5 separate regions of the Mus musculus genome follow, and regions 2, 3, 4 and 5 are each linked to region 1. A link is a contact called in public HiChIP or PLAC-seq, Micro-C and promoter capture Hi-C data. All regions are on one chromosome and are shown on one strand. The core of a region is the stretch at or near the end of the contact, and the rest is flanking DNA. Distances in the headings are between cores, read along the strand shown.

Region 1 (5,572 bases), core at 2,244-4,743:
CAGGCAGCACGGGGTTCCCTGCTCCTTCCCTGTCACTTAGTGCTTATAAAGGAAGACACACGCCACAGGTTTCCAAGTCAGCACGGTGTGAGAGAAGCAGGTCAGACCAGGGTAACTGCTAGGAGAGGCGGTGACTGACTGGGTAGGACACAGGTCCTGGTGTTTTCTGTCCCTTGATCTGAGGGTGGCACATGTTACTTTAGGTGGCTCTGCTTTTCCCTACACACGTTTCTAAACGTGGAGGTCAGGAGAGAACTGAGTTAGTTCTTTCCTTCTACTGTGTGGGCTCTGGAGACTGAATTCAGGTCACTAGGCAGCATGCACCTTAGCCCACTGAGCCATCTCACTGGCTTCGTGTGTGTGTGTGTGTGTGTGTGTGTGTGTGTGTGTGTGTGTATCTATCATGACAGCATCTCCTATACCCCAGCTGACTTTTAACTTGCTCTATAGCAGCAGCTGATCTTGGACTCCCAATCCTCCTATCCCCCTGCCTCTATCTCCCAAGTGCTGAAATGAACAAACGTGCTCCAAGTACCTACACAACATTTAAAGAGGAACAAACCTCATCTGGTGTTCAGGTAAGTTAATACCGATTGATGGAGCCTCTCACTTCATTTTTCCCCCTGCTCCTTCACACACCCCACTAATTCCCTCTATGGGAGTGCTCCTGGGTTTCTCTCCCGGGAGAGCTCTAATGCCACCATCCATATTTATGGCTTCCTCCCACACCCCCTCTGCTAACACCTGCCACCCACGCTGATCCAGTCCTTGCTTCTCCATCCTCCGCTGTTATTGTATATATATATATATATATATATATATATATATATATATATATATATATATATATTATATATTCCCAGTTGTTTCTATGCCAAGCCTTCCCAGCCAGACTGGAATGAAGAGCATGCTCTTGGAGGGTGACGGCTGTTCTCTTGGTTCCATAAGCAGAGCAGAATAAAGTCCTCCTCTAAAGCTAGATAGACGTGGAGGGTGACTCTTTCTCCTCCCCACATGTCTTGGTTAGGGTTTCTACTGCTGTAACACCATGACCCAAAGCAACTGGGAGAAAAAAAAGGGTTTAATTTCAGCTTACAATTCCACGTTGCAGTCCATCACTGAGGGAAGTTAGGACAGAAACTGATACACTGCAGGAATCTAGAGGCAGGAGCTGATGCTGAGAGTATGGAAGAACACTGCTTACTGACTTGGTCCCCAGAGATTGCTAAACCTTCTTTCTCATACAACTCAGGACCACTAGCCCACAATGAGCTGGGCCCTCCCCACTTAAGAAACTGTCTCCCAGGCTTGCCTCCAGGACAATCTGGTAAGGGCATTTTTTTTCAAATGATGCTTTCTTTTCTCAAATAATTCCAAGTTACATCAAGTTGACATTAAAAACTACCCAGCACACCATTAATCTGCCAAGAGACAGCTGCTAATTCTCTACTACTTTGCAAGCCCAGTAAGGGAGCAAGAGGTGGAGGAGGCAAGCCAACGACAGGTGTGTTTCTTGATTACCTCCCTGTCCAGTCACCCATTTGACTTGTTTTGATGACATGGGGCAGTGACCAGTGTATGTCAAGCTGAATGCATTTGCAGAATCATCATAAATGTGTGCTTTTAGAATTTCCTGCCAGCCCCCAGCATGCCATTTTCCAGAAGCCTTGTCACACCTCCTCTTACTCTGTTTAAGCCAGGCATGTTGGCACAAGTCTGTGATCCCAGCACTTGGATCAGTGGTTCAAGGCCAGCTTCGGATGCACCAGTGAATTCAAAGCCAGCCTGAACAGCATGCTATCCCCGACTCAAAAACCCAAACCAACCAACCAACCAACGGACCGACCAACCAACAAAACAGCCACCCAAACCTCCAATCATCTCAATTTCTTTTCAAGTCTCAAAGAAAACACTATCAGCCTGATAGCCACAGCACCGACCACATAGCAGACATGAGTGTCAGGAGATGCAGCACTCTGACTACAGTGCTCTGGAAGCTCATATTAATATTCTCTTGACCAAAAACTTGGAAATCAGACAATTCCTAGCCCTGCAACCAGCAATGTGAGAAACCATTCTGAGCTGTCAGGATATGGAATTACACAAAAGAAACCAAAACCTACTTTTCTGGTCCTTTCTTTCAGCAGACAAATCCCTCTTCTCAGGCCCAGCATTTGCGTAGGGCTGCAGGTAGAAGAGGATTTACAGTCATAAACCAAGGGAAGGCTTGGCTAGACACCAGAGGGCAGAGATGAGTGTGAGTCTCCTTCCTTTGTAAGTCTAAAACCCAGCACAGCTCTTGGCTGAAGGAACCTGAAACCCATCGGTCCCAGAAAAAGCACAACACATAAAAATGCCTCTTCCTCCTTTTAAGTACATCTACTTACATTTACACCTAATTTTGCAAAGGCAAAATTCATATATGTGAATTAAGACTGAATTACTGGGGGGAAAGGTATAAAAATTTCATTTCCAAGTCAGCTAGTGATTCTACAGAGTTCTCGCCAATTGACATATTTATTCTAAATGGTTAAAACCACAAACTCATTGTGGAAGAGACCCAAGCCAACAGCAAGTTAAGTCTTCCAGTACAGACCTGGAGAGCAAGCTCCCCACAGGAGGATATCAGTGTCTGCCAAGGTCATCCAGCTGATGTGCAGTAGGGACAAGAGCTTTCATTTACTGGGGTCCTACCAATTGTTCTCTAACACCCTCTCCGCAAAACAAACAAATAAAACAGCGCACAAAGAACGCGTCCCCTCGTCAGGACACAGCTTAAAATTTCCAAGAAACCAAAACGGTCTCCCAATGTGTCTCCTCCGCAGGACTGGCCGCAGAGAGGGGGCAGGGAAGGTCACCAGTGAATTTCTGCCAGCAGAAAGCTACCCACTTTCACACTGCACGTCTACCCACATGGATGCACCAGGAGGGTTCAGGCGCCACTAGTTACCCTGTACAAGGTTCCCCAAAGCAGTCAAGGGAGACACTGAGTCTATTCGACTCTGCCGGCTCAGAAGGTTCCAGCAATGAATTAAAATCCCAGAACCAAGCGACGTGAAGAGGGCCACTCTGGCTGGACCTGCCACGCGGGGCAGGTCATCCTTACCCGCAGCGCCGCGTCCACACCTGCGCAGGCTGCGCCGGGGGCGCCCATGTAGGCAGCCAGGGGCCGCGACCCTCCGCCCGTGTCCCCTAGCAGGCGCGTCCGGCGTCGCAGGGCTGGGGAGGAGCCGCTGGGCCTGGGGTATCGCAAAGGCGGATCGCCGCTATCTGGGCTCCCCGGTGTCCGCTCTGCCGACTGGGGGCTGCGCCACGTACCTCGGCAGGCAGGTGCCGCTGCTTGGCTTCGCAGCTTCTGGGGCCTCCGCGCCGCGCCGCCCACCGCCTCTGTGTGCATGCTAGGGAGGGAGCGCTGGCAAGCCGCCAGCCCGGGGCCCCGCGCCCCAGCCAGCCCCCGGCGCCGCGCTCGCGCCAATTCAGCCCCGGACAGTCCGCTCCCCCGCGCGGATGCTGAGGGGGGTGGGGGTAGGCGGGGGCGGGGTCGCGCGTCACGAGGATAAGGGAGACCAATCAGAGTGCGCCGAGGCCCCGCCTGCGAGCGGACTGTCCCCCCGCCCCCTCCGACTGCTAGTGCGAGGGGGAGCGGGACAACTCCAGCCGAGAAGTAGGTGGGGCGCCAGGCAGCCTAGGATGAGGGTGCCCCGCGCTCGGGGATCTCTTCAACTCTCCCCAGGCTTGCGCGTGATTAGATAGTGGAAGGCGTTCCGGAGAACCTAAGGTGGCTCTGGACCGGTTAAAGGCTTTGACTGAGCATCCAATTAGGAGTCGGAGCTGGGGAACTAAGGGGCTTGACGTAGTCACGTGCTTTATTCGCCAGCTGCCCACTGGTCTTCAGGTAATTACTGGTCCTGGGTTCCTGAGACCCAAGAGACAAATACCAGGACAAGCTAAATCAGCGGTTCTCAACCTGGGGGTCGCCTAATACCAATGGAAGACACGTTTATTTACATTTACGATTCACAACAGTAGTGGAATTACAGTTATGAAGTATCAACGAAAATACTTTTTATGGTCAGGGGTTACCACCACAACTTGAGGAAGTGTATTAAAGGGTCGCAGCATTAGGAAGGTTGAGAACGATTAGGCTACACGGTTGTTACTGTGCTAGTTACCAAAGCCAACCAACTTGTTTTAACAGGAGAAGGAACTGAGGTCTGTGTGGGACTGAGGGTGAGTAGCTTTGAAGTCATTTGGAGGCCGAAGCAGGAACAGAACCTGGGCTTGGAGCGCTCAAATCTTATTTGTCTGAAAGCTAGAGAGGCCCTGGCCTCTCACACCTTATTTTGGAAAGGAAATGCCATACGATTTTTAAAAACACATTTAATAAATCCCAAAATTGGTGCATTAAAAAGGCCTAAAACCGGACTGGATCTCCCTTTTAGGATATTTTTCCCCATGATCTTCTAGAAAAGCCGACAAGAAAGGGATCCAAAGCGCAGAGTAAATGATATAATGTAGCCAAGTTCTTCTGAGGATGCAGACCCTTTGTTACTGCATGTGTGTGTGGGAAATCCCCTAGTGCCATAGTCTTTGTTATATTGGAATAGCTTGCCTTCGACCTCAAGAACATTTAACCACAAAGGGGCATTCTGATAGTCAGGAGGCACGCTTTCCAAGATAACAGCTCCAGTTTTCTTGGTGACTGCATAGCAAACTCCTTTTTGGGTCTGCTCAAGGTCCCGTGCTAGATCTGTGTATCAGCTGAGAAAATTGAAGCTTTGTAGTGGAAGCTTGTCAGCCTGTACAAACAGGAAGAGGCCCTGGGCTAGCTTTTAGAACTCCCTTCTCCAGCCCCAATCAAGCATGGCTATCCATCTTTTACCGAACAATAACCCTCTCATTTTGAGAAGGAAGATCCTAGACCCTGAGCCAAGAGCCGTTATCAGTTTTCCTTTTTACAGCAGCTTGCTCTCTTTGCTCTTTCTCCAGGGTGGAGAGTAGAACATGGTCGCCTGGGAACTGGGGGATGCTCTCTGGGTAGTCAATGCCAAGAATAAAGACATAGGAAAGAACGGAGTAGGTGGATTCTACTTTCATGGCTATCCAAAACAACAAATCTGTATGATTTTAAAGCGAGGACACTGGAAATAGTCTAGAAAGGGAAAAAAAGATGGAAGAAAGCCTGACATGTGGCTAAAGCCAGTGGGTTGGCCAAGGCTGGTCAGACACTAGCTAGCTGCCTGGAATGACTATAGCAGGAAAAAGATTGCAGAGCCGCTCACTCTCCTACTATTGGACCAGCCTGAGGCCTGCCTGTGTGGTCTGATGCTCTGACATCTCTGTGCCTTGGTTCTCTCCCACATCTCCCTGTGTGGAGCCCCACCCTCTTAGCAGTAAGGGCTGTCCTGGAAGCTGGAAGCATCCTGCCTTACAAGAGTAGGTGTAAGTTGAGGGCAATGAAGTGTAAGAAGTGAACTCTACCTTCTGTCTTAGTCTCCTGGGACATTTGTTTCAAATATTCATGAGCTCTGTCACCTAGTTGACACTTAGTGAAGGAAAAGAAGACCTGCTC
Region 2 (5,572 bases), core at 1,720-4,219, 500 kb before region 1:
GGCCATGGGGGCCCAGTCCAGTTGCCCTTCAGTGATCTGGTCCAAGATAAAACGGCCAATGTTGCCCTCCCGCATTCGTCCAATATAATGAATTCCTGTTGGGAGGTGCAAAGGAAAGGAGATATAGAGATAAAAGGGATTGGGCCCTGGAAATATGCCAAGTAAGGAAGAGGTTGTCCTGCTTGGCTATGTTCATGTCCAGAGGGGGGCTGCCCACCCTTTCTATAAGAAACAAATCAGAACATATACCACCCAATGCTTGCCCAGTAACTAGGCCATCGGACAGAAATGGAGGTGCCCAGAGAGAAGTTGAGACCTCCAAACATTAAAATGCCCCCATGTCACTCAATAGTGTGTGTTATTAGCCATCTAAAGACAAGGCCATGCTCCTAACCCTTTCCCACACAAGCCTTACCAGTGTCAAATTCAAGGCCATTTTCCCCAAAGGTATGACAACAGCCGCCCGCCTTGGTATGTTGTTCCAGCACAAGGACTCTCTTGCCAGCTTTAGCTAGAACCGCAGCTGAGGCCAGTCCCCCAATGCCGCTGCCGATCACCACTGCATCCAGCTTCTCTGGTACTCGGCTGACTGAGAAAGCTGTAGAAGGGAGGAGAAGGGTGAGCTTCTCAGACGAGGGCAGGAAAGTCAAGTCAAAGAAGCCGGGGTCCTTCTCTAACGTGTACTCGGTAAGAAGTCTCTACGGCTGCTGGGCATGGTGGTGTACTCCTGTGATGGGAGCACTTGAAAGGTGCATTAGGAGGCCAAGATCATCCCACAGGAGGCCAGCCTGGGCTCGTTAGACCCAGTCTCAAAACAAGAGGGAAGGCAGACCTTTCTTTTAAGGTAGTTTATTTACTCTTGACTAAGATGTCTCAAAACATTCTACCAGGGAATACCTCGGACCAGACAGGCAGGTTAAGCAGTGATGAGTCTTAACCCCTACAGTGTACTTGAGGGATTTGATACCTTTCAAAGGAAGTAGGACTGACTCAGCTAGCTACTGTAGAACAAAACCAGAAAGATGGCAACTGCACAGGGCTGTAACGTCAGTTCTGTGAATGCAAGCGAGGAAAGAAAAGGCAATAAGGCTCAGGGTGGGGGCTGGGGACGCTGGTGGTTCAGGGAACTGGGTTTCTTTGGAAGAAGCAAGGTCTCTGAGTGCCAACGGAGGTGGAGCAGGCAGAGCTGCTCAGAGGCTGCTACTCTGAGAGGTCACAGCACCAGCCTCAGAAAAGGAGGAAGGTTGGTGTGCCGGGAACCTCACAGAACCAAACTGGAATGCACGGTCAACACAAGACCTGGGATTTGTTGTTTTCTCCCAGTCTTTTACTTCCTTTCCTCCTTTATTTACTTACTTTCTTTGATTTTATTGATTCGTGTTTTTTAAGACACACGGTTTCACTACACATGTAGCCCTAACTGGGCTGGAACTCCCTATGTAGAGATCCACCTGTCTTTTCCTCCCCAGCGCTGGGATCACAGGAATGTGCCACTATGTCCAGTAAATCTGCTCATTAAACATCATTGCCCAAGGCCAAGTGTTCACAGCTTTAGTCTCAGCACTCAGGAGGCTGAGGTGGGAGGATCTCAGTGAGTTCAAGGCCAGCCTGGTCTATATAGCAATAGCAAGTTCCAGGACATCTAGAACTATAGAGAGAAACACTGTCTCAAACAACTAAAAACTAAAAAAAATAAAATAAAAAAAAAATCTCCATCCAAGCCATGGTGGCTCACATCTGTAATCCCACCATTTGTAATCTCTTGCTGATGGTGGTTGGAGAATCACTGTGAATTTGAGACACACTTGTCCTGTATAGCAAGTTATAAGCTAGCCTGGGCTACAAGTATGAGACCTGCCTCTCCCCCAATCCACAAACAATAACAATAATAAAATAACTGGGTGTGGTGCCTCTTAGGAAGTAGAGGCACAAGGATCAGGAGTTCAAAGTCAGTCCCCAAAAAATAGTGCAGTTAAGGCTAGCCTAGGCTTGGCTAAAATTTACAAGTCAGAGGCTCCTGGAGGTCAAAGAGGTGATCCTTGTTTGTTTTTTGAAAGTTTTGCATTTGGGGGTTTTGGTTGTTTTGGGGTTTGATGTGTGCATTTAGACAGGGTCTCATTGTGTAGTCCAAACTGGAATTAAATTGTTGCACCACTATGCCCAGCTCCAACACTTCCGTAAAACGTTGAAAGGCAGACATGCTGGTGCATGCTTGTAATCTATCTCATCATGCTGGGGACAGAAGAAGAGGGCTGCTCCGGGTTTGAGCCTGGGCTGCGAAGAGAGTTCAAAGCCAACTCCAGTACAAAAGTGAGACCAGTCTCAAAAACACAAACCTTGGGAGCACTCTACACGTGCTTTAGAGATGGTTCACTGGAGAGTGGAGTTCTTATCCCTAGCCAGTACTGAAATTCCGAAGTTATTATCAAGCTTCAGTTCTATGAACTGGACTACATTTTGCCTGCAACCCGCTTGTTAGGAAAACTTTCAGTGCTGCTTCCCTGTGCCCCCGAGCATGCACAGAAGTATAGGGAAAAGTTGGCTCCAGACCCAAGTAGGGGAAAGGTCTCTTATTCTGTGTAAGCCGTGAGCTGAAAAGATTCCAACTGGCGGGGCTGGAATTTGGCGTGCCAAGGGTAATGCCTGCACCCTTTCAGAAGCAAAGAACACTAAATTATGGAACCTCTGTGTGCAAGAGAAGTTTTCCCAGCACTTTACTAATGGGGAGACATGAGCAGAAGGCCCGAGAGCAGGCCTGAAACCCATCAGTTGACCTTGTTTGAGAACTTTCTTCCTAGCCTCCTTGTCGGTCACCAGGGGTTCAGGCGGTCGCTTGACATCCTCGGCGAAGGGGTTCGGGGAACTTGCAGCGTAAAGGCCCACGTAGACCCTGTGGAGGATCACCAGCAGCAGCACGGCCAGCAGCAGAGCAGTGATCCACATGTTGCTGCCAGGGCTCGGAAGACCGCGTCCTTTCCCCGCTGAGCTCGGCTTTTATAGCTGAGGCCCCGCCCCTCTAGTTCGTCCTTGGAGTAATACCAGACTTGGAGGAGCCGAAGCATTTTGACTCACGCCTGCTCAAAACTGATGAAGATTGTCCATTATGGACCTCCGTATGATCTTTGCAGAGCAGGAGTTCAATTGCCTAATGGGAAATGTAGTTCTAGCGCGAGACAGGCGACACTGCACGGCTGCGCGAAAAGGGGGATGTGGGATCCCCCCCTTACCGGAACGCTGGGGACGCGTCCGGTGAGCAAGGGGTCTGGTGAGGGAGGTGAGGGTGAGGAGGACGATGTCTGGTGGAAATGGTCACCGCGGGACCACAACAAGGATGAAAGTTGCAGGTCTGAGAGAGATCCTGTCTGGGAGGCAGAGAAGACCTGGGTTCTGGTGCCTTTTCCGTGTTGGATTCGCTGGAACCTCGGAGGCAGTTCATTGCTTTCCTCCCCTCTCCTCTTCCAAGCAGTGACAAAGTTTCTGTGCCCACACAGCCTCTGTCTGGGTATCTGAGTTGAGACCTTGTTGAGACCTGCACAGGAGCTCTCCTAAACCTGTGTCAGCCCAGGACTGGCAGCCTCACACCGACGTTATCCCTAGGTGGATTCCCCTAATCGTAACTACTCTATCAGGCTCTCAAAGTGCAAGCCACCTAGGACAAGCCTCAAGAAAGACTAAGTCAAGGATCATCCTGTGTGTTTATTTGCATTTAAGGACGCACCAGCTTCTAAATCAGCTTTTCAGAGAGTTTAAGCTCCAGCAGACAGTCTAGATATCCTACCATCTTAATGTTGCCCTTTGAGGAAAGTAGGTCTGAAATACGTACTTGACTTAAGAGGGATTTGTTTGTATAGGAGGCCCATTTCCTCAGGTACCCACTATCAGGAGGAATGACTTCGTAACTTTGAGTGTTTTGTCCTTGTTTTAGGCCCCAGCGGTGCTCCAGTCCGGTATGTAAAGCAGGTCATGCTTCTATGCTACTTGGTTCGTTTTCCCCACAGTAACAGGAGAGCCTTCCCGAGACTTTGTCAGTCCTACCTGTGACCCTGCCAGGTTATCTGATGTGTGTGTATCTTATGCTGTCATTTAGGCCGAGATGGAAGGAAAGGAAAAGAGAGGTAGATGCTGAGGTTCTGGGGAGGGGGGGGGGGAGCTAGTTCCTGGGGTGTTTCAGGGAGGACGTTACCACCATCCTCTCTAGATCACAGGCAGCCAGGCGTCGAGCCCAAAAGCTGTTTGTTACTGGCAGTCAGTCCTTGGGGAATGTAAATCATAGTCCCCTAGTGGAGGACTGGCTCCGTGGAGGGCCTCCCCACTGACTTAGTCCTCTGAGTCTGTGAAGTATGACTGTCAGTTGTGTGAGAACCATCCACTCTCATTTTCCCCCTCGATATCAGGGGTTGAGCCTCCTTTGCTGCCACTAGGTTACAGTCCCAGCCTTTCCACACTGACTCTCTGGTGTGTGGGTGTGAGCATGCATGCCCATATAGGAACAGAAAGATCAGGGGGACTGTAAATTGCCTGTTCTGTCACTCTGTGCCTTCTACCTTTGAAGTTGGTAGAATTGCTTCTCTGACTGAATGTGGAACTAGGCCCAGCAACCAGCAATCCTTTTAATTCCATCGACCAGAGTGCTAGGGAGCCAAACTCAGGTTTTTACCCTGAAGCAAGCCCTCCTGCCCACTGAGTCATCTTCCCAGCCCCTTGTGTGTGTGTGTGTTTTTTTTTTTTTTTTTTTTTGGTTTTTATCTGGGTGAGCAGAGCGGTGTGTGCCATGGTGCGTGTGTGGAGGTCAGAAGACAATTGCTTCTTTATTTCTACCAGTCTTCTAGGTCCCTCTAGGGACTGAACTTAGGTCATCAAGTTTGCTGGCAAGCACCTCGACCCACTGAGCCATTTCACCTGCCCTTGCTTTGTTTTCTGTTGAGACAGAGTCTTGCTAGGTAGTCTTAACTGACCTGGAACTCTATGTAGATCAGGCTGCCCTCAAATACACAGTGATTCTCCTGCCTCTGCTTCCAGATTTCTAGGAATCTGGGCATACATTCATGCGGGCATACACCACCATGTTGAGGATGATCTCTGGTTTTTATTTTTTTTTTTTCAGTTGTGGGGACTGAACCCAGATGTCACTTGTGGTAAGCAATAGCTTTACCTCTGATCTGTATCCCAGGCCTTGTGTTTTGTTTTGACTCTCTCACATCAATCCGTCCCCCTAAGACCTAGAGGTGCTCGCTCATGAGAAGGCTGTCTCCTCGTGACACAGACTTTTGATGTGATGGGGTCTTTGTCCAGCCCTCTTCCTGAGGCAGGCACCATAAGATGAAAGAACAGGACTTTTGTCTCCACCCTTGAGAAGTAGAAGCAAGCCTCAGCTACATAGCAAGGATGAGGCCAGGCTGAAGAACGTCCATAAGAACTTCTCTGTATATCTGAGTCCTTATAGAGAGGGAGAGAGAGAGGGGGAGAGAGAGAAGGGCTGGAGAGATGCTCACTTAAGAACATCTTGCAGAGGACCAGAATTTGGCTCTCTGCACCTACATGGCAGCTCTCAACCATGTGTAACTCCAGCTCC
Region 3 (5,572 bases), core at 1,616-4,115, 460 kb after region 1:
AAATGCAGTACTCTTTTCCAAAGTGCTTTGGCAATCTTTTGGTACATCTAGAATTTTTTCTTTTTCAAGTACTCTGAAACTTCAATATATGTCACATTCCATTTATTCCTTTTATCTATCTTTTCTTTTCCTTTTTTTGATGTTAATTTTTCAGAGTCGCAGATAACCCTCACCTGCTTTAAACTCCTATATACCTGAGGCTAGTCCTGAATTCTTGATTCTCCTGCCTCCACTTTCCAAGTGCAGAGATCAGTGGGTAAAGGAGCCATCGTGCCTTGTTCTTTTTATTCATTTATTTATTTTCCAATTGAAGTACATTTAAATTATTTCCATTTTTCTTCCCACATCCACTGGATGTGACTACTAAAATAAGTGATCTTATCCTTTCTTCCAGTCCATATTTGTTAGCAGTTTTCTCAAGATACACACAGGCACATACTCATATACATACTCACACACTGGTTTCTAGGAAGCTTATAAAAGTTTTAAGCTCATGAACATTCAATGTCCTTTTAATGTTTCTGGCATCTCTGGCTATCAGGAATGCAATGAAAAACAAGAGAGGGTAATATGGGAAAGAATATTATTAAAATGGATTACATATGAAAATGTTCAAATAAAATCCATTATTTTATATAATGATTATAGTTAACAGCAAAAACCATGATTGTTTTCTAGTAACTCTACTAAATAAAAGAACTTTCCATCTATGTAAGTATTTTTTGTTGTTTTTTTGTTGTTGTTGTTCAGATTTAGTAATAGGACTTTGTAAGTTCATAAAGTACACTGGATATCTCTCCAACTTTTCTTGGTTCTGGAATCATGAATAAAACAGAAAAGTCATGTGTGTGTTTTAGTAGAATTTATGCCTAAAACAAAAATGTCTTTTGTTTTAGTAGAATTTATGCCTGTTATTTTCCAAATTATGTGTTATGTGATCTAAGTCCTCCACATTCTCTCATTTTAAAAATTTAAACTGCTTATTTCTGAGATAAATGGATTTATAGCATTTACTGTGATTATAAGCTGTCAAAACTTTCTTGTTTAGTACTATTAACTTAGTTCATATCTTCAGTTTGAATAGTTCAATAATGTATTTTATAGACCCAATCCTTTATTAATATATTTCTTCTTTTTATGCTTTTACTCTTAGTCATATACCATATAACAACATTATGGCAAGTGACATGTGATATATACAGTGGTGATCCCATAAGTTTTTCTCAGTGACTTGGTAATTTCTGTAAGGACACTATGTTATCAATGTAATGAAATCATCTAACAACCTTTTATCAGAATATATCCCTCGTATTAAATAATGTATAACTGTACAAGATGCCAATGTAGCTTTCCTTTGATTAGTCTTATAAAAATTTTACCCTAATAGTTTCAAGTTTCTTATGCTGTACTTTTCTTATGCCAAAAAAATTTTTTTAAATACTAAGTACCTCTCCATGTTTATTTATAAAATTAACCCATTTATATTTATTGTAAATATAAATGGACTTATTCCTGTCATTTTATTTTTAACCATAATTTCTTCTTCTTCCTTTTGTTTTTCTTGTTTCCATTTCTGCCTTTTGATGAAGTGGATAGGTTCCTTCATTCCATTTCCCACCTCTTAATGGTTTGAATATAATAAATCCAATTCAGTTTAATTCAACTTCAGCATTATTTAATCTTTAACATTCTGTTGTCATACATTCAAACCAAATATTTTTCAAAATAAACATCTGGTACTAATTTGCATTGTATAGCATTCCCTTATACATTTTGAATTTTTTCTGAATTCTCATTTTCACACTATTAAAACTAAATTTCCATTCATTTTATAATAAAGATTAAGTGTGATGTTAGATTAAGCACCAGGCTTCATAAAGAAGTCTTCAGTTATTCATTTCATTTTTTGATTCAACCAAGAATCCTCTGGTCCAAACCATAAAACCATCTTTTCTCTCCTTTGTCTTTCAAAGTCACCTCTTTCATTATCACTTTTATCATCAACTCCATCTACTTTCTCAATTTCTTTGTTGTTTCAAAAATCTTATATCCACTTTACATTTTCTTTTTAAAAAACCTACATCCCACATAGTTTTGAATAGATGGTTTGCCTCTAGATTTAATGAACATCGTTTTCCAGCAACTCAATGCCTTTCTTCATTTATCCTTCAAAATGGCGGACCTAGACAGTCATGATCAGTACCACGTGCGCCTGCGCCTCCAGCGGCCATTTCACCCATCAGCCCAAGCTCCAAGAGTCCGCCCCTTCTGGCGCGTGCGCAGGAGCCCCCAGAGCCTAGTCGCTCCTCCCCCTCTAACTGCGTACGCCTGAAACCGCACGTCCCAGTGCTGTCCCTCCCCCGCAGGCTGTGCACCGCCCCCGCCCCTTTCCCGTGAGATTCTTCCGCCTGGTGGAAGGTCGGTCTTCGCTCGACAGCCTACGCGCTTCAAGTGCAATCCAATAGGCGCTCATGATCCTGGGTCTCCCCATTCAGTCTTATCTGTGAGCCTGTGCGATTTTCTTTCTGGCCTCAAAGTCGATAACCGATTCGGCGGGACTTTTTTGCATAGCGCGAGGCAACAAATGGAAGAATGGAGCTGCGGCGGAGGGATCTACCGACCGCGTTCTGCGCGCTTTAATGGGGGATCGGCTTCGAGTCGTTGCTGAGAGCGGGGGGAAGGGAGGAGGCAGCCAAGGAATTGTTTTTTTTCCTCACCCCGCCCTCTTCAGCATAACCAATAGGAACGTAGAATTTCCTAGGCTGCCCCGCCTATCCCCCGCGACTCAACCAATCATCGGTGGCAGCGGCTCCGAGGGGGCGGGTCCGGGAGGCTGTGCGTGTCTTGTGAGAGAGAGCTCTTGAACCAAGTCAGAGCTAGAGTCGGCTGGGCGGCTGGGCTCTGTTGCCGCCGTCGTGGGTGACTCAGGGAGGCGGGAGGCGGGGTAAGCGCTCCGCGGGCCTCGGCTGCGGGAGACAGAGGGAGAAGGGTGAAGGACCCGCGCGGGCGGTCGCCGCGTCTTCTCGGTTCAAGGCTCAGGACGGGCGGGGGTGCGCCCGAGTCGGCGGCCCGGAAGCGGGGGGCGGGGGCGCGGCAAGTGTCGAGTCGCGAGCGAGTCCACGGCGGCTCCGAGGCCGCTCGGGGCGGGGATCGGTCGCTGAGACGGGCCCTAGGCACTAAGAGGGAGCCTTTTCTTTAACAGGGCGAGGGGACGAACACTTAGGCAAAAGCACTGGCGCCGCGGCTCAGTCCTCCCTTCTCTCTCTCAGTGTCCAGCTTTGAAAGGTTTGGAAAAAGCGAAAGTTGTTGGGGCGAGAGGGTCACGCGGCACTCGGGGGGGTGTTTGCGGGGGGGAGTGCTGGGGGGTTGGGGAGGCGCGGGTGGCAGCTTGGGGCGCGGAGTCCACCTGCGGGGGTGTCACTCCACCGGTCCCTGTCGGCGCTTCGTCTCTTCGGGCCGCCTCCGACCTCGGCCGCCCCCCATCGCATTTTGTTTTTGTGCCTTCTGCAGGGAGGAGCCCTTCCTGCTGGCGTGGAAACCATGGTGCTCACGCTCGGAGAAAGTTGGCCAGTATTGGTGGGGAAGCGATTCCTCAGTCTGTCCGCAGCCGAAGGCAACGAAGGCGGCCAGGACAACTGGGACTTGGAGCGCGTTGCCGAGTGGCCCTGGCTGTCGGGGACCATTCGAGCTGTTTCCCACACCGACGTTACTAAGAAAGACTTGAAGGTAAAAAACAAAAAGACTAAAACAAAATACAAAATCCCTAAACAAACAAACAAAACCGTCTTCTGGGGGCTGGGCAGTCAGACGGTTTTCAGTTACCTTGGTAACGGGACAGTTGAGCGCCCCTCCCTCCCTTTTCTGAAATGGGCCACTAGAAAGTTGGCAGGTGATCAGAAGGTACAGAACTCTAGACCGTGAAAGTCTTTGAAATGGGGTGTAGTGTCAAGGTGTGTTTGACCTAGAGCTCCAGTGGCCTGAGATTAATAATGGGTTTAGGATTGTTCAGACATGCTTCATTAATGCAGGCGCTGGGTCCCCTGGGACAGTCTGATTATGCCCCCAACGGGAGGCGTATTGTTTATTAGTAATAGGTTAAAGAAGTGGATGACAATTAGAATCATTGAAGGCTAGCTTGAAAGTGCTTTCAAAAAAGATGATTTCAGATGATGGTGTTCCTCTTTATTTCTTCATTCAACTTTTTAAACTTTACAACTTGGAAGTGAAGTGTGAATGTAAGGGAAGGAGCTTAGTTGTGTTTATCTATTTAGTTTTGTTTGGCTTGTTCTGGTGGTGGGTATTTGCTGAGGTATGGTTAGTGAGGCAGGAGTAGGTCCCCGGTTGTTAATGAGGATGGGTTGGTGTGGCTACAGCCATATATGGAAGCCTTGGGTGGAGCTGTCCCGTATAGGGTGTTTGAAAGGAAGGGGAGAAATGGAACTTGCATGACCAGTTAACACATTCTGGAACCTTTTTCACTTAGATCTTTTGAAAGGAATGAATCCTACTCTGTGATACAAATATTGGTGTGAAAAAATAGTAGGGAAATAACCAGTGAGGAAGCCATTGTGCCCACAAAGACTCCTTGTGCAAAAATCAGCTGAAAAAAGATTCCTAACAAAGGCTCCATAGTGATAATAACTTCCAGGAAGCTTGTCAGGACAGACTATTTCTACCCTGAGTAATGGACATGCCTCGGAATCTTCTGTGTTTTTGCCCTTTTCTTGAAAACTACTTAAAGGAAGCAGGTTTTAGCCATTGTCAGTTAAATGTTGATTTCTGAAACACTTCATTTAAGCTCAGGCTTGACAGTGCATGCCTACACCATCACGAGTCTTGAGAGGATCATTGGAAAAGGTTACTTGGTTATGTGTTTTCAGAGTTTCCACCATGTGCCTTGTCTACATGTTCTAAAAGTGACCACTGGGCACTTAACCACAGCAAGCATCATAGTGATCACTAACAAATATACTCTTATTTGGTCCTTAGAGCAGCACATTAGGCTACAAAGTACTGTTTGCTGTTGATCCCACGTTAACTTGTATCTAGGAAGACAGAGTTTTTAGTAGTCTATGGACCCCATCCTTAGAAATTAACATATCCAGGGAGTTTTCCTGCAGGGATGTCCCCCTTAGCCATCATACTGCTTGGTCAGAGTTGTGCCATGCTGCTTCTGCTTATACTCTGAAACATAGCTTTTCTCCTCCATTCCACTTATTTTACCAAATCAAGTTTTAGAGATAGGTGTATGCAGATGACCAACCTATTTGCTTTAGGCTTTTACCTTTCTACCTAATACAGGCTTTGTGTACCAGATTTCAATCATGGTTGTGGTTTTTTTCCTTGTTGTTTTGTTTTTCCTGTCAAGTTAAAAAAGAAATTGTAGTACATTTATTTGATCTGATCTAAATGGGAACAATATTTAAACTTTATCGTCCTTAGTTCTTGGGAAGTTGACAGGAGCCTAGGTTTCCTTCTTTTATGACAAAGGGCCTGTTGGATTTCACATGTAAAGTTAAAGATCTTTAACTTATTGTTTTCATCTCCATCCCTCTCACCCCCCAAGCCTTTG
Region 4 (5,572 bases), core at 777-3,276, 420 kb before region 1:
ACCTTTAACTTTTTGGATCTGTGATCACCACCCACTAGCAAGTGGTAGAAGGAGTAAAGGGTTGGGATGGGTGACAGCAAGGTGGCATCTGTCCATCAATGTCACCCAATACGGTTCTGAAAAGGTGATGCCAGAGAGCCACACCTGGTCCGGCTTAGGTCTTCTAGCTTGGATGAAGAACTAGAGACCACAGCTATAGAGGAGAGCGGGGCCCTGGGAGTGCCCTGGATAAAGTCCATTTTGGGTGGGAGACCACAGGCAGAGGCGGGCACCTTCCAATACTTAGAATATGTAAATAATGGGAACAATGGAGCCCTTATCCCCCAGGACATTTGTGGCAGCTCCTGGGCTCTAGAGAGGCAAAGGGGCTCCGCTCACCTACCTTGCCATGGTGAGACTTGGTTCTAGAGGATCCTTGGGCCCATATACCTGCTGAGACTCCTAGAGATCCAGGACTGTGGGCAGGGAGAGTCCCAGCTGTACTAACCACTCTGCCCCTGCTCTTTCTAGGACAGGTTCAGTGGCAGCAAGGCCCGGTGAGTGCCCCTCTTTCTCCTGCTCGCCCCTTTGTCTTCACCTACCTCCCCCTCACTGGAGCAGCTGTCTATCTCTATCCACCCGTGTGCTTCCACTCTGCCAGCCCTGTGCCCAGCATCCCTAGGGTATCATCTTATCCAGCTGTGCACCAAAGGCCACTAATTCTGCCTGCCCCCTGAGCCCACCCCAGTCTTCTCCTTCCATTGCTCTGATCTCAGGTCCAGGCTGTCACACTGGCTTCTTCAGAGAGCATTCCTAGTCATAAGTGTGAGTGGTCTAAAGTGCAATGTCACCCTGACAGCACTCAGGGTCTCTTTGGGCAGAGCTGAGTAGAGTCTGCTTACAGGTTGGGGCCACCACTCCTTCCTGCCAGAGGTGCAGGTAAGTGCACAGTGAGTCTTAGGGGCCCAGCAGACCAGGGTCCTCCACAGTTGGATCTCCCTGAGTGACTCTAGATAGCCTGTCCCACCACCTGTCCAGCAAGGCTTAGCACCTAAGCTTGGTTCTCTTACGTGTCTTGGTCAGAATCCGGGTACGGGGGTCAGGAGCCATTGATGGGTGAAACAAACACATCTGCCGAGATCCCCGTGTTTCACCACACCTGTCTTGTCTACACTGCTAAAAAGGCCCCTTTTATGGGTTCCTTTAGTTGTAGGGTTGAAATCTATAGTTAAGGGAAGACGGTTTACGATTTATCAGAGAGAGAGAGCAAAATAAACCTTTTGCTGGAAGTAGGTGGGCTGGGGTGAAGCAAAACCAGTCTATCTATCCAGATACCCAAGTTTGGAGAGAAAGTAGAGCCAACCCATCTTTCCTGTCTGGCCCAGAGACCTGGAGAAACAGGGTAAGTCGGAATGCTGAGGATGGGGGAGGGGAGGGAGGGAGGCACCAGCCACCAGGGCCTGCCATGTTCAAGCCTCCATCTTCCCTATGCCACCAGCATCCCTTTTTGAAGGCCCAGGAAGAGGGAGAAGAGGAGGATAAATATGAGCTGCCCCCCTGTGAGGTTCTGCCCGTCAGTCTGGCCCCTGCACAGTCTCTTGGCTCTAAAGACGACTCCTTGTATCTGGGTGAGGGCTGGGAGGAGGGAAGGGCTGAGAGGTTGGGTCAAGGCAAGAGGGTCCAACAAAAGGAGAATCCGGCCCGGCCTCTCTTCCTTCTGCCTGAGTTGGGGCAGAAAAGGGCCTCAGCTGGCTGCCACTGAGGCCTCTCAGCTGGGCAGAAAAGGCTAGAGAGATGGAAAGGAGTTAAAACTGTAAAGAAGGAAAATGGAGAGGAGGCAGGAGGGAGGGGTGAGGTAACTAAGGCAACGTTGACAAAGCAGGAAGCCCGACCCAGTCCCTAGGGCCTTGCGTTCCCTCCTCTGAAATCGCTGCACATCCTCCCAACCAGGGTGGGAATGCCCTGAGAGGCCACCACCACTGGCATCTCACCCCCCCACCCCCACCCCCGCTCAGTCATGTGGGGGCAGGGAAGCTGACTGTCTCCAGTTGCCATGGAGACGGAGCTGTTAAGAAGCCAATAAGTAGAGGAGACAGGAGGAGAGAGGGAGAGATGAGGGCTAGGTGGGGAGAAAGTGGGAATAGACTAGGGAGGACCTTCCTCCCTCTCCCCAGTTTACAAAGCATGGGGTCTCTTTCAGATCGTTCTGGGCCCCTGGATCCATCCAAGCCACCACTGCCCCCGCCTCAGTCTACCATGGCCAGAGGACTCCCCATAAACCCTTCCTTCCCTACCCGCCCTACCTCTGGCTACCATTTCCCGGTGAGTAAATCTTACAAACATCTCATTTGCACAACCCCTCCCGCCCCCCCACCCCCCCTCCCCGCTCCCGTTCCACCCCCAACATGCGTTTATATTCTAGATGCCAGGAAACCTCTGCCTGTGCATTACAAACCAGAGTGAAACAAACAAACAAATAAACAACAAAATAGCTCCTCCCACTTGCCTAAAGGGTCCTTTCATCCCTTCCTTAGTCACCCCTCTGCTCTGCTCCCCGCTCCAGCACAGCTCAGCAGGGCTCTCCATCCTCTGCTGGGGTTGGGGGCAAGGCTCAGCTACCTTCACCTGGGCCCTGGACCACAGGACCCATCTCTGGCCAGAGGGGTCAGCTGTCGTCATCCCAACTCCCTTCCCCGCTGTGATCTGGTGGCTATTCACTTTCGTATTTTACAGAATAAAAATAAATAAATAAGCAGGGGAAATTTCGCAGTAAGGAAAGGACCCCAACTAGAGGCAGGGGGAAGCATTGTCAGTCTCCTTTTGTAGTATTTTATGTTTGTTTTTGTTTGTTCAGTTGTGTTTTCTGGGGGAGGGGCAGTTGAGAGGGGGGGTCTCATGGAGCCCAGGCTGGCCTTAGACTCACATCTACCCTGCCTCAGCTTCAAGCATGAACAGGCTAACAATTCAGTGTTAGTGTTGAAAGCAGCACATCAGCTCTACCCCCTTGCACCCCAGCTTCCTTGTTCTTCAACTGCCTGCACTTCACACCTCCCTCTCTCCTCCCTCCTCCCTCTTCCCTCCTCCCTCATTTCCCTCTTTCCATAATGCCCACAGCTGAAGACAGCAATGAACCCACAGCCTGCAAAGCAGGGACCTGTTTTTGGAAGGCAAGGTAGAGTGTCCCCTCTCTTTCCACGGCTCCACATAGGGAGGGGAGGCCTCTCCTACACTTCTTCTCTCCTAGAATTTTGGGGTTGCCTTGAACAGGGCTTGCTGCATCCCTCCTAGCCACACCTCCTTTTTGTTTGCCAAGCCTCCAAGTCAGTCAGTACAGGTATCATTACCACCAAAGCCATGATCTGCTGTGCCCTAGAGTTTGAAAGCAGAGGCCCTGACCTCCAGGCCCTGTCTTCAGTCAGTGTGATCCCTTGGCCAGGTGAGGGGCACCCTAGAATGAAGTGGTCAAACCTAAGACCCTCCATAGTGAGACAGCTGAGTATTATCCCTCATCAACAGGCAACCTTGGGCTGTCACTCCCATTGTCTCCACTCTCCAGAGACTTGCCCCTATGGTCAGTGCCTTGAGATGTATGACCACAGGACCTTAGAATGTCAAGATAGGGGGTGGGGGGAATGGACCATTTGAACCATCCCCGAGTAAAACAGGTTACAGGAGGGTTAGCGTATTCCAGCCCAAGGTCAAACGGCTCACACGAGGCACAGTCCATCTTAGTCTCAGTTGCTGGTGAACCTCCATCACCTTGAGGATTTTTGTTTGTTTAGTTTTTGTTTTTGTTTGTGTTACCATAAAGTTATCTGGAACCAAGCCTAGCAAATTTGGTGAGAAGTTAAGCCTGGTGATATGTCAAGGCTGTAAAGAGAAAGGATGAGTGAATGAGGTGTGTTCTCCTGGGTCTCCAAAGCTAGCTCTGAGGAGCACTGTGACCAAGGATGCCTAGACCCATTCTCACTGATGTTCATGAGTGCTCTGAGGAGCACTGCGACTAAAGGTGCCCTAGCCCTCTTCCTGCTGGTGCTCATGAGTGCTCTAAGGAGCACTGTGACTAAGGGTGCCCCTTTCTCTCTGACGTTCATGAGTGCTAGTTCTCCCTTTTCCTTACAGGGCGAGGTACATCTGCTAGAATGGTGAGCTGCCTTCTTCTCTATCCTGTAATCTAGGGACTTCTCTGGAAAACTGATAGGGCTGGAATGAGCATCCGAGGGAAAGGTCTGCTGTAGAGTCATTCTCTCTTCCAAAAATATAACCCATTGGTGCCACCCAGAGCCTCCCCACTCTCTGAGCACTCCTAAAGGAGAAGTCAGTTGGGGCATGCCCTTCTTGTGTACATAAGGAGAAAGTGAGACGGCTAGAGCCACCTTCCTCTAGGTCAGTGGCTTCTTCCATGTCTTACTTCCTCACTAATAAGGCACATGTTTAAAAGGGACCACAGGTCTAGTCAAACCCATAGTCCTACACCTTAGGTAACAAAGAAACCAGATGAGGACATCTACCTGGAGTGTGAGCCGGATCCAGGTGAGCGCCTGCCCCTCCCACTACCCATGAACACACTCTCCTGGCCCCGTTCTTGTTCCCTCCAAAATACTCCCCTCTAGACCCTACCTGGGAGTCTTCATTTCTGCTGTTGGTCCCACACTGGCCCTACCAAAGAGGTGACTGGCACTCTTAGAGCAAAAAACAGGGGGTAGTGGGTGGGGAGGGGGTGTTCTCAGCTGCTCCAGCCAGGCCACCAAGCAGAATCTCCCCATGGAAGGTCTCCAGGAGAGCCAAGTCAAAGGCAGCAGTAGTAGACCCCTAGGCTGTTCTTAGCCACTTCCTGATCAGCCTGGACTTCCCTGCCTGGTCCCCAGCCAGACTCTGTATGCCCTCTCTATTCTAGTTCCAGTCTTGACTAGGTCTCTGAGCTCCAAAGCCCTGATACCTCCAGTTCCTCTGCCAAGAACATCTGGATTGCCCAAGTAAGATGCAGCAGTGGAAGGGAACAACATGGGACAATGGGTTCACTAATAAAGGAAACCCCAGAGGCCAGACACAGGAGCAAATGTCTTTCTTTAATCCCAGCATTTGGGCAGCAGAGGCAGGCAGATCTCTGTGAATTCAAGGCCAGTCTGATTTACTTAGAGAATTTTGGATTAATTGAGGCTGCCTAGTGAGACCCTGCCTCAAAAAGAATAAAAAAATAGATTAAAAAAGAAAAACAAGGGTTGGAGAGATGGTTCAGTGGTTAGGAGCATGGCTGTTCTTTCAGAGGTTCTGAGTTCATTTTTCAGCAACCACAGTGGCTCACAACCATCTGTAAAGGGATCCAATGCCCTCTTCTGGTGTGTCTGGAGACAGTGACAGTGTACTCACATATATAAAATAAATCTTAAAAAAAGAAAGGAAGGAAGGAAGGAAGGGAGGAAGGAAGGAAGGAAGGAAGAAAGAAAGAAAGAAGACAGAACAAAAAAAAAAAATCCTCTGAGCTCTGCTCCCCAATTTATTCTTTGTAGGTCAGTGGCTGGTTACCAGGAGGCTCGGAATGTAAGAGGCTAGTGGTCAAGGAAGAAGAGAGCCCAGAGGGGTGGGAGGGAGG
Region 5 (5,572 bases), core at 1,056-3,555, 270 kb after region 1:
CATAAATGCAAAATTGAGAGGAGGAAGAAGGGGAGAGAGGGAGAGACAGAAGGGGAGGAAGGGAGGTGGGAGAAAGAGAGAGAGAGAGAAAGAAAGAAAGAAAGAAAGAAAGAAAGAAAGAGAGAGAATGAGAACACTCAGGAAAATAATCACAGAAGATTCACAACCTGGACTGGGTATGAAACCGAGGAGAGGTAACCAGCCAGGCCGCAGACATAGAATAGTATAAATGAGACATATAAGATACTAACTAGTCAGGGGACAAGCCCTGCTTAAGACCTAGGCATTTATTCATGAATAATAAGCCTCCCAAGTCATTACACAGGAACAGGGCCATAAATGGAAAAGCTCACTTATATTTAATGTTCTTCCAGAGGACCTGAGTTCAGTATCAGTGTCAGGGAGTCTACAACCACTGATTAACCTTAGCACTGGGGGATACAGTATCCTCTTCTGGCCTCCATAGGTGTGTACATGTACACATATTCATTCATTCACACACACACACACTCTCTCTCACTCTCTCTCTCTCAGACAGACAGATAGACACACACACAAATAAGCAGCAATATCAAATGCTACAGAATGAATGAAGAGGTAATGACAATAAACCTATGAATTTGTTGACAGTGACTTCAGGGAACTTTAAAATGTTTGTTGAGAGCTAGAATACCATTCATGTTTTAGTCTCTAACTGAGCTCCCCAAAAAGAAATCTGAATTAGGGAAGTTACTCAGGTAGGGCTAGTCTAGTAAATAAATCAATGAGAGAAGAGATGTTGAAGTAAAGACAGAAAGAAGCACATGGTAATACTAAATGTGTTGTGTTTCGTGTTTGGTGTTAGGAATGGCCTGTAAGTGCCTTGTGGCAAGAAATTGTTAGAAGGTTCTAAAAGCTGAGAGCAGCCACCTGCAAGACACAGGAGAGAACATGGACTTTAGTGCAACACCTGAAGGGGCTGGATTTAGCTAATTATGAATTTGGAGGAAGTAAAAAGTACTATCTACAAATGAGAATCAAAGCACAGCTAATACTTCTCAACAAAGCCTTGCATGACTCTAAGCTGAGACTCCACAACACTAATGTCCAGACTACTACAAAAACTGGAAGATAATCAATGAGGGTGTAGTTACAGGCTGCTTAATGTGTGCTGTTGGATAAATACCAACAGAAAACTAATACGGGGCTCACTTCCCTATGCAAGAGGCTGAAGGACAAACAGTAAAGCAAAAATAAAGAACAAAACTGCTTAACTTCAATCATCTCAGGATGACCCTGTCTCGAAACTTTATCCAATTACTGCTCAAGTTGCAGCATGTTCCTCATAACCTTTCAAGTGTTAGTTTTCTAAAACTTCTGAGTAATGGAAATGGGGTTTTTATTTTCAACTGTAGAAAGTTATACTGACAGTTATGAAAAATTAAAGAGAGACAAAACAGGGCGCCTAAGATACCTGAATGTCAGACATGGTTCCAGTGCTTAGAGACACTGATCCCCAAGCTAATCTCAGAAATAAGCACAAGGTCATGACTTCTGTCCTCCTTCAGCACCAGAAGTTTAAGCTCGAGAAATGAAAAATCTTTCACCTTTTACTATAAGACTAGCTCAAAGGCGCTCTCGGCTACGGAAACAAAAGGAACCCACTCCCAGATTAACAGCAACTTTGACCCCTAGGCTCTCCACCAGTCCAGGAACCTGCTTATTAAAGATGCAACAAGCCCTGAGAAGCAATCCCTGCTGGGAACTGTAGTTCTCCCGCGCCGACCTTCACGATTGGAAACCTATCACGTGCCCAACCGGCGGCCCAGACGCCAGCAGCCAGGATTGGTCCGAGACTGAGATAAGGAGGTACTGATTGGATACCAGGTCCCTGAAGCCACGCCTCAGCGGCACACCCGCCTCCCCGCGCTCCACACCCCAGCCCGCTTCTTCAGCAATAACCCTCGAGTCATTCCAGTCCAGCGGCCGCCCTAGAGGACTGCCTCGGTTCCCCGCACTAGGGGTGGCTCTGCCTGGGGGGGGTGCGCATCATGGATGCCTCTCACGTTGTCCGTTGGCAGTCCGCAGTCAGCGTGACCACGCGCCCCTTCGGAGAGACCCCACGCTCACCTGGGCCGCGACGGTCACGCCGGATAACTGACAGGCCCGCAGCATTTCTGCCGAAGCGACAGCGCTGCTGGTGGACGCGGGAACGACCGCGGCCGCACGAGAGGAGGGCGTGCGTGCTGGTGTGCGTGCCCGCGTCTGTACAGCCTAGCTGCGTCCGGCGCACCGGAAGGGCCACCGGCACCACTGCGCACGCGCCGCCTCCTCCCCTGCTACAGCCGAGGCGGCTCCCTGAGGGTGGGACTCACCCCGGCTGCGAAAAGGGGAGTAAAGCGGTGATTGGCGACTAGGAGGCGGAAGGGCAGGTTCTCCTTCCGGGTCGCGCTTGGGCGCTAGTTTGTCTGCAGATGACCGGGTTACTAGGTGAACTGGCCGGAGAGTGCTGTGTAAAGTTCGACTGTGACTCTTAGAATTAAAGCGTTGGTGAATTAAATTAGAATTAGACTCTTAGAATTAAAGGGATGGGGAGGTGGATCCGGTAGGGACGCCTGCTCCCAGTCCTGACGACCTGAAATTTGCGACCTCTCTGGTGGCAATAGAATCGATTCCAATTAGTTGTCCGCTGACTTCTTTATGGAGCTGAGGCACACGTATGCCTACAGGGTTTTTTTTTTTTTTTTGGTTTTTTTTTTTTTTTTTTTTTTTTTTTTTTCTTTTCCAAAGGGTTGCTGAAGAATAAGCGAATGTGCTGAAGGCATCCTGGGGCAGAATGTGTTTCCGGTGTCTTTAAATAGTAGAGAACGGATAGGAACCCAAATTCTAAGTTCAGGTTTTTACTTAAGTCACACCGCTTTTTTTTTTTTTTTTTTTTTTTTTTTGCCACTTTTATTTTATAAAGATGATTTCGGTCGCAGTTTTGGGGACGGTTTGGAAGACTCTTCCAAGCGTTCTGAGTTTAACAATGTGTTAAAAATTGACTGTCGTTAATATTCTATGTAAATTCCACTATGATTATGTGGTTCTCTTACCATAATAACATAGAAAAATAATTTTCAAAATCTGTTGGAGGCTGGACCTAGTCGTGCATGCTTTTAATCCCAGCGCTAGAGAGGTAGAGGTAGGCAGATATCTTTTGAGTTCAAGGCCAGCTTGATCTACAGAGTTCCAGGACAGCCAGCTGAATATATTGAGACCCTGTCTTGAAAACCACAAAACAACAAATCTGTTTGCAAAATACTTACAAGCCATAAGTAGGTGATTTGTTATGATACGATACAGATAAAAAAAAGCTGCACTTTTATTTTCATTTATAAAATAAATGAAGTCCAGTGTTGTGGTCACACTGTAAATGACAGCACTTGGGAGGCTGTTGCAGGATTGGACTACATAAATTTCAAACAAAAAACAGGAAAGATTTGAAAAATATCAAAAATGTGTTTATGTTCTATATTATCTACGTTCTATACATGCCAAGCTTTTCAGAGCACTTCAGTAATGTACTTGTCGATCTTTGTCATGTCATCATTCGACAGCCTCCAGTCCTCCCATTTTCTTAGTAAATCTAGCAGTCTGGCTCCATCCCTGTTCACCGCTGCTCTGGTTCTTGCCAGCGTGATAACGTCTCGCACACTGTTGACCCGGGGCTGCTTTTGTACTACACTTCGGACCTTGTACTACAGACAGTCTCCTTGGCTTTAAGATCTCATTCTTCAGGGCTGGAGAAATGGTTCAATGTCTAAGAGCATATATTATTCTTGTAGAGGACCCAGATTCAGTTCACAGCCCCAATATCAGGCAGCTTACAACTTCCTATAAATTATCAGAGAGCCCTCCAGATACAGACACAGACATGATTTATAAAAATAAATCTTAAGCCGGGCATTGGTGGCGCATGCCTTTAATCCCAGCACTTGGGAGGCAGAGGAAGGCGGATTTCTGAGTTCGAGGCCAGCCTGGTCTACAAAGTGAGTTCCAGGACAGTGAAGGCTACACAGAGAAACCCTGTCTTGGAAAACAAAAACAGCAAAGCTGGATCTGGGTGCAGGTGTGCAGGGCATCTGAGTTCGGTTCCCAGCACCCACCTCAGGCAGCTCATAACCTTTAACTGCAGCCCCAGGAGATTCTGCGGTACCTTCACTAATGTGTTGTATATAGTTTGAGAAAGAAAGATCTTTTAAAAGATCTTTATGGATCTGGAGAGGGCATTGGCCACTCCCTCAGAGACCAAGGTTGAGTGTCCTGTGTACAACACACCACGACCACCCCCCACACCATGGCTTGCAAACATCTGTAACTCCAGTTCCAGGTGATCCAGTGCCCTGTTTTGACCTCTGTAGTCTATGCATGCACATGGTGCAGATACATGTGCAGGCAAAACACCCATTCAAAAAAATAAATCTTTTTTTATTTAAACAAATTTTATTAGATATTTTCTTCATTTACAATTCAAATGTCCCAAAAGTCCCTTATACCCTCCCCACCCCGCTCCCTAGCCCCCCCCCCGAAAAGGTTAAATCTTAAAAAAAAAGAAAGAAAGAAAGAAAGAAAGATAGTTGTGATGGCACTTGTTTGTAACTCTTTTGCTTGGAAATTAAGACAGATCCCTGGGCATCCAGTCTACAGTCTGTGAACTTGAGAATATTTGAGAAACCTTGCCTTAAAAAAGGAGAGGGAATAGAAATGGCTCATTAGGTAAGAGCTGTGATGGCTAATTTTTATCAACTTGACACAAAGTAGAGTCACCTGGGAAGAGTGAAACTCAATTGAGTAATTACTTCTATCAGACTGACCTGTTGGCATGTCTGGGGGGGGCATTCTCTCTCTTTTTTTAAATGTTTGTTTGTTTATTTATTTATTTATTTATTTTAATGTATGTGAGTACACTGTAGCTGTTTTCAGACACACCAGAAGGTGGCATCAGATCTCATCTCACAACAGATGGTTGTGAGCCACCATGTGGTTGCTGGGAATTGAACTCAGGACCTCTGGAAGAGCAGTCAGTGCTCTTAACCACTGAGCCATCTCTCCAGCCCCCCATTCTCTTTACTAATGATTAATGTGGCAAGGCTCAGCCCATTACAGATGGTGCCACCTCTGGACAGGTGGTCTTTGGTTGTATGAGAAAGAAAGATAAGGGGGATGAGGGGAGATGCAGAATTGCTCAGTGTCAAGAGCATGTACTAGGCTGGAGAGATGGCTCAGAGGTTAAGATCACTGACTGCTCTTCCAGAGGTCCTGAGTTCAATTCCCAGCAACCACATGGGGGTTCACAACCATCTGTAATGGAATGTGATGCCCCCTTCTGTGCGTCTAGAGACACTGACAGTTTACTCATAGGCATAAAATGAACAAATAAATCTTAAAAAAAAAAAAAAAGAGCATGTACTGCTCTTGCAGAAGTCCAGAGTTCAATTCCAAGCACCCACATCAAGCACCCACATGAGGTTGCTCAAAACGGCCTGTAACTCCAGCTCCAGAAGTACCCAGTCAGTACCTCGGACCTCCTGTGCACATGGGCACTCCCATG

The links. Promoter capture Hi-C pulls out the DNA fragments that hold promoters and counts their contacts. A called contact is a pair of places that touch in the nucleus more often than the background predicts. HiChIP or PLAC-seq counts read pairs in DNA pulled down with a chosen protein or histone mark.
Region 2: a promoter capture Hi-C map of pre-B cells shows a contact between it and region 1, with 2.4 times the contacts expected there. The contact joins the promoter of Retsat here to the promoter of St3gal5 in region 1. A contact is called at or near these places in 3 of 39 promoter capture datasets (liver, neutrophils and pre-B cells), 1 of 115 datasets of contacts at active chromatin or transcription factors (microglia) and 1 of 9 other capture datasets (pancreatic islet).
Region 3: a Micro-C map of embryonic stem cells shows a contact between it and region 1, with 5 times the contacts expected there. The contact joins the promoter of Kdm3a here to the promoter of St3gal5 in region 1. A contact is called at or near these places in 2 of 39 promoter capture datasets (erythroid cells and pre-B cells), 4 of 484 Hi-C or Micro-C datasets (CD4 T cells, embryonic stem cells and uterus) and 1 of 115 datasets of contacts at active chromatin or transcription factors (pancreatic cancer cells).
Region 4: a contact with region 1 is called in an H3K27ac HiChIP or PLAC-seq map of microglia, with 6 times the contacts expected there. The contact joins the promoter of Sh2d6 here to the promoter of St3gal5 in region 1. A contact is called at or near these places in 1 of 484 Hi-C or Micro-C datasets (embryonic stem cells) and 1 of 115 datasets of contacts at active chromatin or transcription factors (microglia).
Region 5: a contact with region 1 is called in a promoter capture Hi-C map of pre-B cells. The contact joins the promoter of Immt here to the promoter of St3gal5 in region 1. A contact is called at or near these places in 11 of 39 promoter capture datasets (the C10 cell line, cranial neural crest, erythroid cells and 7 more), 3 of 484 Hi-C or Micro-C datasets (CD4 T cells, the G1E-ER4 cell line and embryonic stem cells), 5 of 115 datasets of contacts at active chromatin or transcription factors (astrocytes, bone marrow-derived macrophages, craniofacial prominence and 2 more) and 2 of 9 other capture datasets (adipose tissue and liver).

The regions. Positions count from the first base shown.
Region 1 is chr6:72,095,529-72,101,100 of GRCm38.p6, reverse strand. It overlaps St3gal5 (ST3 beta-galactoside alpha-2,3-sialyltransferase 5), which reads right to left and starts at 3,493. Exons shown (of 7, transcript NM_001035228.2): 1 at 3,319-3,493. The coding sequence starts at 3,397.
Region 2 is chr6:72,595,999-72,601,570 of GRCm38.p6, reverse strand. It overlaps Retsat (retinol saturase (all trans retinol 13,14 reductase)), which reads right to left and starts at 2,969. Exons shown (of 11, transcript NM_026159.5): 1 at 2,775-2,969; 2 at 416-598; 3 at 1-95. The coding sequence starts at 2,943. It overlaps Elmod3 (ELMO/CED-12 domain containing 3), which reads left to right and starts at 3,158. Exons shown (of 12, transcript NM_001253692.1): 1 at 3,158-3,249.
Region 3 is chr6:71,630,210-71,635,781 of GRCm38.p6, reverse strand. Kdm3a (lysine (K)-specific demethylase 3A) reads left to right here and starts at 2,865. Exons shown (of 27, transcript NM_001038695.3): 1 at 2,865-2,944; 2 at 3,203-3,285; 3 at 3,511-3,726. The coding sequence starts at 3,541.
Region 4 is chr6:72,516,490-72,522,061 of GRCm38.p6, reverse strand. It overlaps Sh2d6 (SH2 domain containing 6), which reads left to right and starts at 2,026. Exons shown (of 12, transcript NM_001374030.1): 1 at 2,026-2,102; 2 at 2,180-2,301; 3 at 3,094-3,151; 4 at 4,102-4,124; 5 at 4,461-4,512; 6 at 4,877-4,955; 7 at 5,490-5,520. The coding sequence starts at 2,236.
Region 5 is chr6:71,828,053-71,833,624 of GRCm38.p6, reverse strand. It overlaps Immt (inner membrane protein, mitochondrial), which reads right to left and starts at 2,305. Exons shown (of 15, transcript NM_001253681.1): 1 at 2,110-2,305. The coding sequence starts at 2,154.